2 separate regions of the Gossypium raimondii genome follow, and region 1 is linked to region 2. Evidence: chromatin contacts called from public Hi-C data. All regions are on one chromosome and are shown on one strand. Each heading gives the region's core, a stretch centred on a gene start, on an enhancer-like site or on the middle of the called end of the contact. The rest is flanking DNA. Distances are from core to core; before and after follow the strand shown. Region 1 holds the start of LOC105790987 (hypothetical protein). Region 2 holds the start of LOC105790976 (E3 ubiquitin-protein ligase XBAT32).

What was found. A called contact is a pair of places that touch in the nucleus more often than the background predicts.
Region 1: a Hi-C map of leaf shows a contact between it and region 2, with 2.6 times the contacts expected there. The contact joins the promoter of LOC105790987 here to the promoter of LOC105790976 in region 2. A contact is called at or near these places in 2 of 2 Hi-C or Micro-C datasets (both in leaf).

The regions. Positions count from the first base shown.
Region 1 is chr8:20,072,900-20,075,599 of ASM2569854v1, reverse strand. It overlaps LOC105790987 (hypothetical protein), which reads right to left and starts at 1,399. Exons shown (of 9, transcript XM_012618808.2): 1 at 1,194-1,399; 2 at 993-1,114; 3 at 783-892; 4 at 400-595; 5 at 206-298. The coding sequence starts at 1,266.
Region 2 is chr8:19,552,932-19,555,859 of ASM2569854v1, reverse strand. LOC105790976 (E3 ubiquitin-protein ligase XBAT32) reads left to right here and starts at 1,482. Exons shown (of 10, transcript XM_012618794.2): 1 at 1,482-2,424; 2 at 2,512-2,571; 3 at 2,751-2,822. The coding sequence starts at 2,230.

The DNA of each region.
Region 1 (2,700 bases), core at 150-2,649, 520 kb before region 2:
TAACAGAGAAATGTATTTTGCCAATTGAGACATGAAAATGTTATGAGCTCAAGTAAACACTAGCCCTTAAGAAAAGTGCTATTGGAATATATTTATGAAAGATCCTCCTTTTAGTGTTGATAACAAAACTTCCATTAGATATATTGAAGAAAAAATCATAGGTAAACATGTTGCAACAATAACACATTTGTACATGACTCCATACCTTTGCTACAGTAAGTCCTATAGGACACGGTCGATGTGGAGATCGTGTAGCAAAAACTCCCAGCCTTCCTCCTTTCAATCTTGGAACTCTGACCTATTAAGTGACCAACCTTCCATAGAAGTCTAAGGATGATAAGAAAGTTCCATAAAAGATAGAAAGGAATATACATATATCATTATTATAGTTCCACAAACCTTGGCCTTAAACTTTGATTTAGATGGATGCTTCCATAACTTTTCCAGATCTGTATTCAAATGAAATACATATATAATCCAGCAATGAGAGTATTCCTCGAGACCCTCAAGTGATGCTGGAGGCACTCTAGTTGAATCAAAAACCAAACATGCCCTAGCAAGAGGGACAAGTAGAGGTTGCCTAGGGGTTCCATTCCTACATAAATTTTACAAGCAATTGGAACCTTTCTTGAGTAGCAAAGATAAATTAGTAGTAAGCTTCAATCAGATTATTTACCAAGGCAAGCGTTATTATTGCATAGCTTCTATGAACAGAATAAAAAATGTTATTTACCCAATCAGTCATTAAATTTTTTTTAAACGAAGCACCATCTGGAAATCACCTTGTAGAAAAACAAGATTGAACGATACCAATAGGTGCCATTGGATACGATGGTATGTCTAAATTCTCAGACTTGGCTTGTGGTTGAGCGACTACTGCTTTCCTCAATGCCTACAAATGTTGGATTTTTTCATACAAATAAATAACAAAACCAAAAGAAAACTAACAGTCATCATAAAGAATAAAAACAATAAAAGAAAGAAGGAAGAACCTGTTGAGCCCTAATCCGACCTTGTCTTTCAGCAGCACATTTTTCCAAAGCAGAATTGAGGGATTTTTGAAGCTCTTTCATCTTTGAATCCCATTCTATCAAATTTTTCTTCCATATATAAACTGAAAGAAAGAATATCAACATCCACCATTGATACAAATTAAATAAAAAGAATAAAAAGGGGGTGGAGAGAGATGATACAGGAGATAGCTGAAGAAGCAGAAAACAGAGTAGCAAGTGCCAATGCTAAGATGGAGTATCGGGTGGAGGACATGGGTTTTGTGTAATTAGTGCTTGTAGTATTTCTTCTTCTGCTCTTTCGTCCAAGTATAGCTAGCTGCAGTTGGGTTGAGTAGGGTTTTAGCTTACGAAAAAACAAGTTTGAAGTTTCTTCTACTTTATTTATTTTTTAATTTTGGTTGGCACTTGGGAATTGGGATAGTATGGCATGGATTTTTAAATTGGATCAAACAGAGAACTGCTGTAAGCCCGCAAATAATGATCCAAGGCCCTTGTTGTTTATGTTCCCTTGGCCATGGCTAGCCCCTGGAAACTGTTACTACAATCCAATTTAGACCGTGTTAAGTGACAAAGGTCCATACTTGGGAAATTTACAGAAATAATACTAAAATAATCATTTATTACTTAAATAATATACATCTATTTTTATTTACCCAAATGATATATTTTGAAATAGTAAAAAATAATTTGGGTCTCCAATTGATGCTGATTTCGACATTAGTAAACTTAAATTGTTCTTTTAATATTAAAAAGTAAAATATTAAAATTATAATTTTAAAAATAAAAATTATGAAAATAAAAACTTTTAAAATTATTTTTTAAATTAAATATAAAAATTATAAAATTCAATATTATCTAAACTAAATTAGACCAGAAAATTGGTTGGGGTATTGTTCTAATGAAAGGTAAAAATTGGTTGACCCATGATTTTTATCCAACTGGTCTAGTTCGGTATTTATAACAATGAATTTTGAATTTTTTATATTTTAAAACATTTTAATATTGAATTCTAAAGAGTTTTTCATTTTTATTTTAAAATTATAATTTTAAACTTTTATGTTTTTAAAATATGAAAAAATATTTTAAATACTTTTAAAGAGTATGGACCAAATTAATAGAAAATTATTGTAAATGTTCAAGGCTAAAAAGTTTAAAAATTTTAAAAATTAGTTGACCCATGAACTAGTACGGATTGTTTAACCCCAGGCTAAAAGATCATTTAAACAAATAGTTGAATTGATTTTTACAATTTTGTAATTTTTAATTTTTTATAATTTATTTGCTTTGAACCGATCAGGCCAGTGATTATGGGAACTAATTTGTCAGACCAGTTTGAAATTGGTACAACTATTAGTGCAATCGAGTTTTTAGCTAGCTTCTATAACTCAACCAATTTTTTATCCAATTAGTTTGGTCTGGATTAGATAACATTAAATTTTAGAATTTTTTATATTTTATTTAATTTTTAAAATTTTAAAGAGCTTTTATTTTTCATAATTTTTATTTTTAAAATTATAATTTCAAGTCAATTTGGTCATTGAGAAACTCAAATTATTATTTTTATTATTAAAACATATTATGTGAGTAAATAAAAGTAAATCTATATTATTTGAGTGATAAATTATTATTTTAATATTATTTCTGTAAATTTCGCGTCCATATGTTCAAGAGATATACTATAGTAATA
Region 2 (2,928 bases), core at 233-2,732:
CCTGCAATACCCTATTCGCGAGGCACAACTGGATTGCAGATAAGGCCTTTTCATCAAGCTCTTCCCATTCTGTCTAATCTAGATTCTCAGGCTTTTTCTCAGTAACGACCTTTTTCAGGCCGGTCTGAACTAGAATTGTTATCATCCAAACTTGACATAGATTGAAATTTGTGATACCATCGAACTTCTCAGTGTCAAACCCTGCTGCTGCCATATCTGAACGGGTTGATATATGAAAATTGATCTAGCTTTGATATCACTTGTTGAGGACCAACCCAATTATGTAATGAATAAGTAAAAATAGCAAAAGAAATTGAGAAATTGAACACAAATTTAACGTGGAAAAACCCTTCCAAAGAGGATAAAAAGTCACGAGTAAATATAATTTTACTATAATGGTAAAAGAACGAAGAGTACAAAAGATGAAGATAAAAACTAAATCCCAAAACTCGAAAATAAAGAACCCTTAAAACGTAAATACAAAATTCTCTAAAAGCTGTTATAAGTTCTAATATTTAATGGATGTATTTTCTAAGGTTGTAAAATAGTCTCTTTATAATCTAAATTGTAGGTTAAATAAATTATACTAATAAATGTTAAATATATTATACTAATAAATACTAAATTTTCTAGAAAAATATATATATATTTTAATTTAACTTGCAAGCAATATCTTATTTTATTTAATAGGAATTTGGATTATACAACTCTAATAAAAATAAATAAGTTTAATTTTGTTTATAATATTTTTTAAATAAAAATTAGATTCTAAAGAAAATAATTTTTTTATATATCAAACTTTAAAATTTAAAAGTTATCACTTATTATGGAATCATAATCTTAAGAAAAACTGGTACCCAAATGAAATTAGGTGCCTCCCATCCCATCCCATGTATGATGTCGTACAGCTGCAGCATGCCATTCTCCGCAGGGTTGTGTAACTTACAATGAAACCTAGGCCGTACAATTCTTTCTATCCACATTGTTAGAAACCACTAATCTAAAATTTCTAAAATCCAAATGGAGTCCAATTGAAGGCACCGCCATTGCTTCAGGCCTCAAACGCATGAAGTATCTTCAACCAGAAATCCAACTCAAGTCTTACATGGTCACCCATAACATTAATAGTTGGATCAATTTGACTGCAAGTCATTCAGTCATCTATCTTTCGCTAGCTATTTTGTTTCGAAAGAGGTTTTATATAATTTTCATATCTTAAACACCCCCAAAAGTTAACAAAAACCATGGGATTTGGCAACTAGATGAGCTGACTTTTATTAGTACCTTGTTGTAAGTTATAATTGACAATGAAATAAACTTTCCTTTCACCGAGAAATGAGAAAAACCCCTGAACTTACTAGCAACGTTGACTGCCAATTGGCCAATAATAGCCAATCATAGGGACACGCTTTTATTTATTTTTTATTTTTGAAGTGTTCTTACGGGTCAATTTAGTGGTTGAGGTTGCAGTAAAAGGTTGCTGTCTTCATAAAAACATTTCCCATTTTTATCTCCCGTTTAGATCTTTCTTTCTCTTATTTGTAGCAAATTTCAATTTCGGTTACATTATATCCGCATCCCATTATTCCACATTTAAGTACAAACGTGTCTTCCATTTGGTCAAGTCCTTTTCTAAAGGGCTTCAACGTTGATCAATTGTTAAAGGGGGGAGAGAGAGAGAGAGGATGCTATTTTGATCAGGGTCTTTTAAATTCCGATTCTTTTAGGAGTATCTGGAATTGGGTTTTGCAGATTTTGGGTCATCCTGATAATTTTGAAGCTGGGTATTTGTTAGTGGGAATCTGACCGCAATGGAGATTCTAGAGATTGTAGATGTTTATTTGATGGGGATTTGACTTTGAAAGATAGGAATCTTTATTTCTTTCTTAGAGTCAGAAGAATTTATAACTTTTTGTTTGTTTGGTTCCATCTTGAAAAGCACGAGACAATTTATTAATCCATAAAACAGTCACATCCTGATTTTTTTTTCTTTTTTAAAGTAATTGCAGGCAAGGTTCTTCTTCTGATGTCAAAATTAAAAAGGTGGCAATCCATTTAAGGAAATGAAACATTGACTGTTAGAACTTCTCTTAGATGTATTTTGGAAGGCTTCATTGTTATTGGTTTGGTCTATTTCGCAAGATTTGGATGGTTTGAGGATTATGATTTAGGAGAGGTTTTGTGGTGCACCGTTTTTTAGGCATTTAGAACAGACAGAGAAGCTCATCAATGAGATTTCTAAGCTTTGTGGGGAACTCCTTTGGATGTTCCGCATCTGGGGAACGCCTAGTTTCCGCAGCAAGAGATGGAGATCTTCAAGAAGCCAAGGCTTTATTGGAATACAATCCAAGACTTGCAAGGTATTCAACTTTTGGAGCTCGCAATTCGCCTCTCCATTACTCTGCTGCTCAGGGTCACCATGAGGTATTCAATACCTTAAATTTCTGCCTGGAAACGTTTCTTCCAAATTAACCGTAATGCTGATTTTTTTTCTTTTCATTTTTATATCAGATAGTTTCGCTCTTGCTTGAGTCTGGAGTAGATATTAACCTCAGGAACTATCGGGGTCAGGTAATTCAATTTTGTATTCTCTGTTTCTTTTTTCTCTCATCCATTATTTGAGTCCATTTCTAAATTTGCCAACCAGTTATTATTCATGTGGCTTTTGGGTTTCTCAGACATAATTTAGTTTAGGTTTCCTGGGTTACTATTGTTTGTTTTAAGTTTTGCTTAATAACTGTGATCTACAGACTGCTCTGATGCAAGCTTGTCAATATGGACACTGGGAGGTTGTTCAAATTTTGATTCTTTTTGGGGCCAATGTAAGATTGTTACTTGAAAGTTTAGTTTCCTCTATTGCTATAGATCTGTATGGTTTTCAAACTTGATTGGAATTTGATTATGACAAGTGAAGTTTGTGCTGAAATG